Regions from separate parts of the Mus musculus genome. Here region 2 is linked to region 1. The links are chromatin contacts, called in public Hi-C maps. All regions are on one chromosome and are shown on one strand. Each heading gives the region's core, a stretch centred on a gene start, on an enhancer-like site or on the middle of the called end of the contact. The rest is flanking DNA. Distances are from core to core; before and after follow the strand shown.

Evidence for each region. Hi-C and Micro-C count contacts between places; a contact is called where the count stands out from the background.
Region 2: a Hi-C map of cerebral cortex shows a contact between it and region 1, with 4 times the contacts expected there. The contact joins two enhancer-like sites. A contact is called at or near these places in 6 of 484 Hi-C or Micro-C datasets (cerebral cortex, embryonic stem cells, nephron progenitors and 1 more).

Annotation. Positions count from the first base shown.
Region 1 is chr16:77,533,387-77,540,029 of GRCm38.p6, forward strand. The region is part of intron 4 of Mir99ahg (Mir99a and Mirlet7c-1 host gene (non-protein coding)); the gene reads left to right. Among named protein-coding and RNA genes, the nearest start is that of Mir99a, 62 kb to the right of the region's middle. Within about 2 kb of position 3,120, at least 70 of the 459 cell types and tissues checked have an H3K27ac peak or open chromatin away from gene starts, as enhancers often do. A contact at or near this core is called in cerebral cortex, where this site is marked.
Region 2 is chr16:77,983,639-77,990,281 of GRCm38.p6, forward strand. No RefSeq gene overlaps it. Among named protein-coding and RNA genes, the nearest start is that of Gm31431, 100 kb to the right of the region's middle. Within about 2 kb of position 3,338, at least 32 of the 459 cell types and tissues checked have an H3K27ac peak or open chromatin away from gene starts, as enhancers often do. A contact at or near this core is called in cerebral cortex, where this site is marked.

The DNA of each region.
Region 1 (6,643 bases), core at 1,870-4,369:
TGGGAAAGGGCATGTAGTCCTTTGCCTTCAGTGTACAAGACTGTGGGTTTGGTTCCTGGTAACACACACACACACACACACACACACACACACACACACACCATATATATATATATATATGAATGAATAGAGGAGGAAAGAAAGATATACATAATAGCAGCAAACAACATATGCAGTAGCAACTCTGGTCTTTCAACACGAGGAAGGTAGACTCTACTTGAGGGACATCCTTACAACTTAGTGATAAAGGAGACCACTGTGGCTGAGAGCTACTTTGTCATAGGTTTTGTTTGTATTCAGTATTTTTACATCTGTGAAATGAACCAGACTGTGCCTGGTGAGAGTCACAGTGTTATACCTATAAATACATCTTTAGAGATGATGTTATACGTAACACATGAAATAGTTATGCAACTGTAGAATTATCAAGTGAGCATATCAGCTCAACATAAACAAAAGACCTCATATAAACCTCAGTGAAACCGCCACCTCCTGCTCATTTCCATTCATATGGCTGTATCTCCTGTTTTCTTATCTAGAGGAAAGGAAATTAGGATCAATTGATATTTTAGTATATATTGATGTCATTCTGGTTTCTACCTTCTAAATTTAAATTAAGTAATTTTTAGTAAATTATGATATTAAAATCCCTAGTTCAGAACATTTATTCGAAAGCAAATTTAAGAAAACACTCACATAGCCTTAATTTGAGTGTTACCAACTCTGAGTGTCTCTTACCTTAATCACCACTTAGCAAAATTTGTTATGTATATAGATGGATATTAACATACAATTAGAAAATTGTCCAAAACTTTTTGTACAGAGTATGTCCTCTCCTTAAATGTCTACAGACAACTTTTAAGCAATTCATGGACATAGTTTGTTTTTTAAAGAAGTTTTGGTTTAAAATTTTGCCTCTTGCCTAATGCTGTGTAACTGTGCAAAGGGTAATGATAGTTGGTTACCTTTGAAACACCCCGGAGAGTTTCTCTCCATATTTACGTTATTACTCTTTGACCCACAAATTCTAGTCACACAGTCTGAAATTCTTTTGCCTCCATCAGCTTCATCTATTAACTGAAAACAATGGGAACCTTCATGAACCTCCATGTTGAACAGAGAAAAATTCCAACCCAGCATTAGATTTCTAACTGTAAATCGAGACTTCCTTTCTTCTTGTTTTTTAGAATCAAATCAGAATCAGAATTTTCACAAATGATTTCTCAGTGGAGACTTGAACTCTGATTACCATGTAAAGAAACCACGGTATCTTTCATGAATCAATGACTATCACTTGGTGTGATAAATTATATAAAAAAAATGCACTCAGTGTTGCCTCGACTCTGTGCTACCTAGGCTGAGGGCATAAACAGTAAGAGTTTTCCATATTTCAGCAGGATGGGGTAAGGAGGATGGTAAGAATTCCATGGTTAGACCTGTAAATGAGAAATAAGACTAAATCCTGGTAGTTTTCCTTTTATGTCCTTAGCATTCAGGTTTAGTTTGTCTATGGAAATAATTTACAAGTACTTGTAAAGTAAAATCTAAAAGGTAGCCGATTAAAAGATAACCACTTATTATATAACCTCAGAAATGTCCTTGTAGCAATGTGCATATGCACATGGATGAGTTTATAATCATTGCATAACTCTGATAAAGGTTAAATCATTTAAAATTTTAAAATAGAAAAACATTATGTTAAAATTGAGAATATTGTTTTCCTATTATTTTTTCAATGAGAAAAGTAAAGTTTCACATTGTTTTATGTTTAGCACCAATTCTGGGAAGGAAACTAGGTTTTCCACTTGAGAAGGCACTTTTTGTGCTGACTCACCACTAGGGGGAGAACATTGCTAGAAGAGAGTTTGACATCATTGAAAATAGAGTAAGCTTTTGTGTGTATATGTAGTGTGTGTTTGTGTGTGTTTGTGTGTGTATGTGTGTGTGTGTGTGTGTGTGTGTGTGTGTGTGTGTGTGTGTGTGTGTGTGTGTGTGCACGCGCTAGTGCTTATGCGTACCAGAGGTTTTGTATATTTTTTAAAAGTCTGGACATGCTTAGTAATATTGGAATCTAATACCAACACAGTATGTGCTGGCCTTTTAACATTCAATTTCCATCCATTTTCCTAAGCCTTTGAGAGCTAAGGATTGACAGCTTTCCTTAAATCTCAGAGGGAAGGACTTGGAAGAAGGCCATTGGATAGGATGGTCAAAAGAGCAGCTGCACTTTGGTCTGTACCAATGCTGTAACTCTATGTGGAAACATATAAAGCTTGGTTTTGATACTGGAGTGAAACTACCTAGACATTGAATTTGAGGTTTCCTTTTATGTTTCTTTGATAAAACTTCAGCTGGAGACAAGCCCTAATCTCATAATAAAATGAGCTTTTCTTGGAGGCCCCGTAGCACTATTGGGGTTAACAATATTGAACTGAGTTTGGTCTTCAGAACTTTCTGAATGAAGATAATTTCAAAATAGTGATGTTTCAATTTGACTTTCAATTTTGCAAACATATCCCCCAACCCAGATTTCTTATCTTTAACTATAGGCCTTTAAAAACTAAGAAAATATGCTTTAATTATTGGGTATAGAAATCTCCAAGTTTACAGATTTAATCTGTTTGTAAACCGTAATCTTATTAAAATTTGGTCACTTTTTAAAAAATCTGTGACTTACTCTGTACTTTATATAAAATGCATCTTTCTCAACAAAAGAATGTCTCCTGTGGAAAAGGCATATCTTGTGCCCCCCCCCCCCCCACACACACACACACACACACACACCGTGATAGTTTTTGTTTGGCTGTTTCTTTCCCTATTTTATTTCTCCTATTTACAGTCCTTCTTCATATTGTCTGAATATTCAGGTCTCCTAACCTCCCCTGTAGCTTTATTGCCTCTTTCCTGCCCCTCCCATTCTATCCCCACTCTCAAATGCATGCCCCTTCATATATTTTTCTTAACATCCTCCTGCATTTCACTTTACTTAATTTTTCCCAATAATATTAACAATTCTTTATATCTTCCTGCCTTCACCCCTCCCTCCCATTATATTGTCGCATCTACTCTCTCCCGAAGCAAAGCTGCGATTCACTCAGGGGAGGTTACTTTCTCATGCGCACAGCTCATTGCTATGATGATTTCAATGATGCCAGCATATTTTAACCACATCGTTATCAGGGAGCCTCACTTCTCAGTGAATGCATATCAAGTGACTTCTTTTGTGATTGGGTTACCTCACTCAGGATGATATCCTCCAGATACATCCATTTGCCCAAGAATTTCATAAATTCATTGTTTCCATTAATCAATTGTGGAACTCGAGATTCAGGCAAGGAGAGCATTTATTAGAACGTATCCTGCTTGTTCCCACACACACCTCATTTCCGTTGCTTTCTAATGAGGAATTGTACAAGGCTCAACCCTCCCTCCAACCCCCAGCCCTTACCTCTCCTTTCTCTATCCCACCGTGCCCCTCTCCCACATCCATTCTCCCGTACAGTAGCTATATCAGAACATGCAGCAGGACGGCATTGTGCAAACTGGTGGCCACACAAGTACTTTGTATTCACGAGAGGTTTCGAAGTTCAGCAGCTGCATATAAATATGCATAGTTGAGAGATTCATGATGCTGCCTCCTCACTCTAGTGCTGGTTGGCTGCAGCGCGCAGGCACTACAAATCAATGAACACTTTCCCCATCGATCACCGGCTCACTTGCAAGCAGACAAAACACAATGCCAGAAACCCACAGAGAGCTCCTTAGTGAGCGAAACCTCACCATCAGAAGATTCAAAATAGCCGTCCCCCCCTCCCACCCTGAACCTCCACACTCTCGACCTCAAATGTCTTCTTCTTATCCAGTGAAGATCATAAGCCGTTAGAAATAAGTATCACCCGAAAAGAAAGAGTGGGGAGGGAGGGAAGAGCAATGATAAATGAGGGTTTTGAGGGTCCTCACATTGTGCTTGTCACAAAACAAAAGATCCGTTGAGCATTAACACATTAGGAAATAAAAAATAAAATAAAGTAAAATAAAAACGTGAATCTGCTTATGTTGATTGTATTGCTTTACAGTTACAGGATTGAGTGTAGCAGCATCTACATACGCATAGCTGTAGCCCATGTGGAAGACATTTGCAAATCATCCAGTTATTAGATGGCTTTGTGTATGGCAGGGTTATGACTGCTGAGTCAAAACGCAGACCTATAGACACACAGACATATATACAGACAGACAGACAATGTGCTTCATAGTGAATATCACATATCCTCATGTTGATTGCACAATTTTTGCAGAGGGTTCAGATATATTTTATGTTGCAATTATAAACATCTTAGAAGTTTAATCTTATCTACTACATATTCATATACAGCATAGTAATTAGTCAAATATATATTTCTTGGTGAAAAGATATAAATTTATGTTGTTTAGAGAACAAGCCCCCTTTTCAGTTTTAAATGGATTAACCATGACAAAAAAAATAGCTTATTGTATTGAAACAGCGCTGAGCTGTTACTCTGTATTTTTAACATTGTCAACTTGGCAGTAAAAATTTCAATGAGGATAGTAATCCTTTTGATGCTTTTTTACCATGTGTTCATTCATTCACTCAGCGCTGCCCTATTTTGCAATACTGTTACAGCACTATGGAATGGAGAACACAGCACAATGGTGTGGTGGTAGGCTGGAATACAAAATCCAGCGCAAGGGTATCTGTGTTTGAAGCATATGATTATGTATATAAACACATAAACGAGTATGTGGCTTTCAAACTTAAGAAAAGTGTAGCTCAAGAGTCAATATAATGAAGCTCTCTCATACAGAATTGATAATTGAATGACATATCTACTCCAAGTGTATCTTTCCAGTTATAATCAGTAACCATATTGCTGGAAGATCAAAGGTAAACTTCATTAAGATTGTTCATCTAATCCCTTACTCTGACTCATGGAAGCTGACAGACAAGTCCGCGTCTTTTCCCCTATGAGGAGCAAAGCCAAAATCTGAGCCCCTCTCTACTGAACCCCAGCGCTCATCCACACATGATTTTTCACTAAGCCATATTGAATTACAAGGCTGAATGTGATAATTGCTGTAGCAGATCAGAGGAGGTAGAGATCGCTTCCAGCTGAGATGACCAAAGAAGACATCATTAAGAAGTTGCATCTGAGCAAGCCTTTGAGGAGTGGGCATAGGAACAAAGCCAACACAGGAGAAGGCTTAGCATCTGAGAAACCTGGGGACTCTGGAAAACACTTGCCGGGCAGCTAGGGACAGTGTTTGTGGTGAAAAGGATGCTGTAAATAACACTACTATTTAAAGAATCTTCACTTATTAGAAATTAAATTCATAAATAAATTTATAGGTCGGCCGCTAACACGTCAGTCAAACCGTTGTAAACTCAGTTTCTTTATTTCTGAAGTAAAAATATGAACTAAAAAAACCACTGAACTCTCTTCACAGGGGATCCAAGGCAAGGTTTTCACTTTCCTTTCTTTGAGAATATTATATATATATATATATATATATATATATATATATATATACACTAGAAGTAGACAATTCAATATATAATAGGTGTATCATGAAAATATAACTATTCTTTGAATGTAAGACCTAGCTATGAGTTTTCATATCCATAGCTACATACCGTTTATTTAAACTTTAATTCCGAGAGATCGTCCTGTGTCATGTAATATTTCCATTAATTTAAAATTGCAAACTGATTCCTAGAATAATTTACTCAAAATAAAGAGATTGTAAACATATACTAAACATGTGATAATTGAGCATGACACTGTCTCCCACTCTCTGATTCTGTGTTTCAGCCCATGAGAAAGACAGAATCAACAATGCATGATGGGTATTTGTTGACACTCATATATTGATAAAATGGTATTCTGTAGTATTCAAATGTGTTCAGGTATATTCATAAATCTACTCTTCTTACTATCCAGATACTATTCAGGCAAATTTCAGTATTTTTTTATTAAAATAACATTCATTTAGATATGTTTCTGAAAATCTCAAATTAGTATATGTTTTAGCCAGAAACCTTCTGAACAAGTATAGTGTGTGTGTGTGTGTTTTGTGAACACATGTAGATAAATGAAGGAAACATGAGAACTTGAAGCAACTTCAAAACACATTATCATTACATCCCCTTTTCCTCCTTTTATTCATTTTCCTATTCAATAAAATGAACAACAACAAGAAAAAGTAAATAGTTTCTTTGAATTTATAGTGAGAAGAAAATGAAACACTCTTTAACCCAGAATTTTGTAAAGACCACTTAGAGGATTTCAGTAGGGAAGTCTTCCTTGAATAGAATCCCTGAGATGTGGCCTCCAAACTGCAATTGTGGCTGCCAAACCCTTTCCAGGGAAGGCGTTGTGAGTTTCTATCCTCTTCATTTTCATAGTACACTTTCTTCTGTGTCTTGATCATAACCTATTTGGAATTGAGCTTGGATTTAGATTCCAATCAATTTCAGATTTATTATTTTTATTTTAATAATTTGAGACAATTTGAACTGCGTGTAGCAAACAATGCAATACTTCTATCTTATTAATTTTGATCCTAAGTAGGGATAGTTTAAGCGCAGTTTGGTTAAATCAGTTCATGGTCAACGTAGCTACTT
Region 2 (6,643 bases), core at 2,088-4,587, 450 kb after region 1:
GAAAAATTCTACATTTTGTGTTTAAAATGTAACTGGGATATGCATCAATTTCACTTCAGGGAAGTTTCCAGAACTGGAAACCTTTTTCAGCTACAACCTTCATAGCCACTTCTCTGATATAATTATTCCTGGAGTGTCATTTGTGCTGGGAAAAACAAGGACAGCTAAGCCCTAACCTACAACTAGATATATAAGCACTACTTCCATTTAATCAAAATATGAAAACAGTATAAATATAAAGCACATTTTAAAGACCTAACATGACAACGTTATAGCACAGCCACCCAACACCCTTGAGTATCATGATCAAACAGCTTACTGTGTTCTTTGGCTAACTGTCACCGCCAACATCATGGGAACTGTTATCCACCCCAAAAATGTAAATTTCGAGATCCTAGGTATGATATATATGGTATGTGTAGTAATTTTGCACCATCGTGATCAAAATAGCATAAACCAAACAACAGTGCATGGGTGGCTGTCTGTATGATGCTGTATATTCCATCACTCACATTGCTGTCTGGACAGCTTTGCCATTGCATGGGTGCTTGCTCAAAAAGGCTGAGTAATTTCTCAAGCCAGCCACCAACCCAGAGTGGGTGCATTCTGAATGGGCGATTCACATGCATTTTAAGTTTGAGGTACAAATGTGAGACACAACCACTTTTATTCAATGAAAAGGGCATCTCAGAGATTGAACTCATCAGAATTATATCATGATGTCACCTTATAATTCTTAACCAACATTCAATTCCATAGTCCCATATCACCATCCATTTTTTGAAGAGTCTGCCACCACATTCCACATATGTTCTGTCCTCTCGTGTTGCCTCCCAAATTTTTATATATATATAAAAATTATAAATATATATATTATATATATATATGTAAAAATTATAAATATATATTTATATATATGTAATTATAAATATATATATTTCATCATTTTTTCAAAGGTGATTGTTTTAATCTATATTCTGATGGCTTAGGATTTTGAAGTATAAGGATGAAAAGCCAAAGTGCTTCATCTGATGAAAGACTTCTAGGTGAGTCATAATATAACAAGAGGGAGCTACTTCACAGAGCCATAGAATTCACAAGAGGAAGAACGTGCCTCAACTCATTCTATTCTAAGTCACCCACTTACTAGATCACAAATATGGTCCTGACATAACAGCCTTCATCCATCCTAGAAAGCTGTACCTTCAGAACCTAAAAACCTCCCAACGGCATCCATCATGAGACTCCTACAGTGTCAATGAGGTCTCATTGAGATCCTCAGAAAAGAGATTCAAACCACAGAGGTTATGATGTCAAATGGCAATGCTAAATGTTCACAGTCACTTAAAATCACGTGACACTCAGTGCACCCGTTCACCCCTCAATTCTTATACATTTTGACAAAGTGAGATGAGGGCCATGTTGGAGACTTAAACATCTAACACATCAGACTAAAACTCTCTAAATTAACACCAGACGTTGATACTAGAAATAACTGTGGAAAGTGTAATCACGCAAGCAAATAGCTCTTTAATTCTTCTACAATAAACTTCGGATAAAGTCTCAGTACAACTCAGACGCAGAAATGAAGGTCTGAAGGTTTGTTCGTAATACAAAGCAAGTGTGTTGGGAAAAGGTCCCCCAGCAGGGAAAGCATTGTCCTCCATTTTATCGTGTGTGTGTGTGTGTGTGTGTGTGTGTGTGTGTGTATTTGTGTGTGTGTGTGTATTTGTGTGTATGTGTGTGTGTGTGTATGTGTGTATGTGTGTGTGTATGTGTGTGTATGTGTGTGTGTATTTGTGTGTGTGTGTATTTGTGTGTATGTGTGTGTGTATGTGTGTATGTGTGTGTGTGTATATGTGTGTGTATTTGTGTGTGTGTATTTGTGTGTGTGTGTGTATGTGTGTGTGTATTTGTGTGTGTGTATTTGTGTGTGTGTGTATGTGTGTGTGTGTGTGTATATATATATATATATTTATATTTATATATATACATATATATTTACCATATCCTCACATTCATTCTTCAATTTGTTTCTATAAATCTATGACATAAAACAAATGAAACATTATCACTATTTTTTTCAAAGCATTGTGTGATTTTTTCCAATGGCATTCAAACTGGGGATCTAGTTCCAATTGTTTCCACACGCAGTCTAGAGTTGTCTCTCTTCTGGGCCATGCCAAAATGGGGACCACCCTTGCAACATGTCACCATGAAGATCTTTCCAGTTCAAATATAAGTGCTTTAGATAAGAGTAAAACGAACAGACTGAGGCATCGGCTATCATGATGGGGCAAAATCTGAGAGTCCAGTGCTCAAAATCAAAGCTCTGAAGTCCAAGATCATATTCAATAGAAGTTTATCTCCAAAACTTAGATTGTCTTCTCACCTAAATGACGTAACAGTCCTAAATAATAATAATTTAGGCCTAGTCATGTTTCATTTGGTTAGTATAACAAAACTGCTGGACAGAAAGGCTTTCTTAAAAATCTGTACAACACCCCTCCAGTCATCTTAGTAACTTCCAGATGTTATGTTTTCATTCAGCACTATTTGAGACTTCCTACTGAAAACAAACAAACAAACAAAAAACAACAAAAAAAAAAAAAAACAAAAAAACAAAAGCAGTCCAGGTCCAGACTCTTAGGTACATTTACCACATTTATCCTACCTGTTATAGCCTGCAGTTGGGAACAGAAATAATAGCTAGAAAAAGAAATCATTTCAGCTTCGAAGAATCATAAAATTTCATGTTGAACTTAAAAACGTATCTCAAAAAGTCAGGATGAGCTCAGCAGAGCAAGCGTGGTGCTGGCTTCCTTTCCTTTCCTTCTTCTCTTTCATGATTTTTCTTTCTTTCTTTGAGAAGTGGTGGGGACGGGGGTTGTTTTGCACTGTATTGGGTCAGCTGACACGTTGAGTATTCACATCGGATATTTTTAAACCCCTTTCTTATTTCAGTTGCTTTTATGCAACTAATTTAGATGTGTCCTTAAATTAGGTTTTCTTTAACTCTTGAAAGGGTTTGGCTTTCATTCCTTACATGGAACAATAGTTCCTCTTGGGCAAGAGTGCCAGCTACATTTATTATCTGTCCCATTCCCGGTGGGCATTGCAGTCTCTTCTTAGAAAAGTTAGTCATGTGGATTTTTTTTTTCGATTGGGGAAAGGATAGCAAGCTTTAGTAACCATCTTTGATTTGTGCGAGGACTAGGCTGTTTTGGTTTTTTTTTTTTTCTTTTTCCATGCTTCCCATTTTCTTATTTTAGACTTCTGTAGATGCTTCAGTCTTTATCCATAACAGTCAAGAATGAGCCTATCTTTGGAATGCTCTAAGAGCTAGAGACACATTTAGCCTGTTAATGCTGCAGATTTGGCCCAATTCCATTTAGGCTAATTACACCCTGTTCTTCAAAAAATATCTCTTTGCACTTTCATTGGGTGATGAAAAAGATCGGTTTTTTTTCTTTCTTTTTTTCTTTTTCAACCTCCTTTTCTGAGCTAGAGCTCAATCGTCAAAAGCCCAGCATGGATCCATCTGAAGTTGCCTAAGGATAAATTCCCCAAGTGTGGGAGAAACCGAAAGAACACAGCCATTCCCAAAACCAGTACTCAGAGAAAAATATATGACGGTCTGGATGCAAAAGCCAGCCCTTCACTTTTAAAAGAGACGCTTCTTTGTCCAGGGAGAGGGACGGCATGCTTAAGGATCCACACTAAATGCCATCCCAGAGTGTGAGGAGTTCCCCGGAAACGCATTGTCTCTTTCTTGTTCAAAAATGAAAAACATCGAAAAGTAATCCAAAAAAAAAAAAAAAAATCGAGATCCTACAGTTCCTAACCTCCTTTTGGATACTACATGTATGTTGTATAGTCCCACCTGGTCCAGCATGCTAAAGACTTTAGTGAAATGCAAACATCTTACTGTAGTGTCTCCTTTTAGCTGCAATGTTTGTATCAAGTGCTTCTGGCGTTTGTGCCGATTGTATCAAAGTGAAGTTGGCCTCTGTTATCCTAGCCTCCTTTCAGAAGTTGCTATAATGCTTGTCTATGCAAGATTTTCTTGATGTTAACACATGGGAAATTTGCTTTGGGCTCTGCTGACTTGACGGTTAAACATTTTTTCTTATGATGAAGTTGCTTGTTTTAAAACCAAATGATGTCATGCAACTAAAACAAAACGGAATTATACTAATTATGATCCAGAGTGACAGGTTTATAAGGAATCATACTTTATGTCTGTCCTTGGAATGTGCAGTCATTATCTATCAAGTATTCACATGTATACTGGGATTTTTTTACACTGAGACTCCACACTTAACCACACACCAACAAAACGCAGCATCAGGGATGAATAGATTCATTCTGCTGGTCTGCGACTAGAAAGTTCCCATGATAAGGACTTTATTTTCTTTGAGAGTGAGATAAAAGAATCTATCTAACTTTATGATTCATGAACTTAGATCGGTTCACAGGGCCTTTGCTGTTGCTGCTAAACTTTCACGTTCTCTCTTGCAAGCTTTGTATAAGTGTAAAATTGCATTCACATCTTCAGAAAGAGCCTTGGAAGGGATGAAGCAGAAGAGAAGCAGATTTTTCCCCCAAATATCAGTAATAATAAAGTCTCCTAGAATATAGTTCTAGGTGACAAAGAAGAAGGGAGACATTGTGAAACACCCTGAACTTCAGTTCACAGTAAGCTTTTACATATAGAGAAGATGAGAAATTGAGGGAAAAAAAAATTACTAAGTTTCAAGAAGTCCCCGAAAGTGGTAACAGTGATCTTGCCCTTAGGAAAACAAGGAAGATAATCTATTTATCAAAAAGAGAAAGAAAGGAATGGTGGCTGAATCATAACCAGACTCTCTAGTGGACGATACTTTGTTTGAGACATTGTTGTTGTTGTTGTTGTTTTAAGTATAATTTTGTATGTTTACTAAAACCTAACTCTTTATCTTTGGTCACTGTGAAACCTTCTCTGGATTGCAAAAGAAATCCTGGTAAGTCTTTAAGTCTTTCTCTAAGAAGGCATCTGTAACAAATAATAAAGATACTTCCATTTAAGGAAAGAACAGTTTGGATGTCTTTATATAAAATGTTACCACCTTCAGACTATGTGACCAAACTAAAACTGTACTTAAAGAATGAGATCAAGGTAAAAGTCACATGTTAAAAAGTTAGCCTTAAGTCCCATTAAAAAAATATTTGAAGGAGCCAAGAAAAGGGGGGGAGGGCAGATTTTTTTTCAGATGTATAGCAAAGTCATAAAATGTCCTGGGCCAAGAAGTTAAGAGTGAGTGTGAATTATTGCAAGCAATACACCCTACAAACAACAGTAGGAATTTGAGCGGCACTATCATTTAGCTGCTGTCTCCTTCCTCAGTTTACTCCTGTTTGTAAAAAGTAATTGCCAATTCTTCTGAAATGCCATAACTTTACTTTCACGGAAAAATGATGAGGGAAACGAAAGTAGTCAGGTGGGGTAGGAGTCCCATCTCAGTGGGTGTCACCGAAGATCTATAAAAAGAGAGTGTCTACTAAGTCCAAAGCCACAAGAGAGTCTTACGAAAAATAAGTTACAGACTGGAGAGATGGCTTAAAGGTCAACACCACTGTCTGATTATCCAGAGGGTTCAAGCTCAATTGCAAACATGCGCAAGATGGTTCATCAGTTTCAGTGGATGCAATGCCCTCTTCTGGCCAGTGGTGGAACTGCACCCATATGTTGCACAGACACTCATGGAGACAAAAACACACAAATGAACTATCCAGAGTGCTTTTTAAAATACACTATTTGACCAAGATATAGATTGTCTCCCTCTTCTTCTCATGCTAGTAAATGTATGGCATCACACCGATGCTGAAATTCAAAGGACAAATGAAATACCCGGAAACCAGTGCATTCTTCTGCAGGGTGAACAAAGACATTTAAAATTAACATCTCCAGAACATCACCATTTGCTAGATGATGTAGCCATTAAGCATTTTGTGCTTGTATTAATTATTCGACACTGTCTCCTAAAATGCTCATGATTGCTGGGTGTAAGGAAAAATAAAATATTTAAAATAAATATCAGCAGAGCTTAACATTACAGTCAGTCAGTTGATACTTTCACCAATTTCCTAGGTTTGACTATGTCTTTTACCTCATTTAACCTGGTAATAAATAGAAATTAAACAGTATTGCCATTTATGACTTATAAAGCTGTCTGTCATAACTGATGAAATTACTCCAAATTCTAACTTTACCCAAAGGATGTACTTGCATGAAAATTGGCTTGAGTACCTTGGCTTAAACTTCAGCTTTTGCAATAGCTGTAAATTTTATCCATCTGAATGTTTAAAAGTCAGAATATGTTCATAAATAAGCAAAAATTTTAGTATATGACACTCCCTGGAAACAGAAACCAGATGAGTTTTGTGAGAGCAGGGTTTCTCAATTACACACAGCTGAGTTCAAGCCAACCCACTTGGTTAGCTGTGTTCTTAATTAAAGGTGTGTCTTTACTGGCGTTCTTCCAGTCTACCTACTTGGCGGAGGTAGTGTCTTTGGGAAGCCTAGAAAAAGCCTTGACACAGAAAGCTCTCTATGCTTGTGCAAGATGATTTTATCCTGTGATTCTCTGACGTACAAAACTCG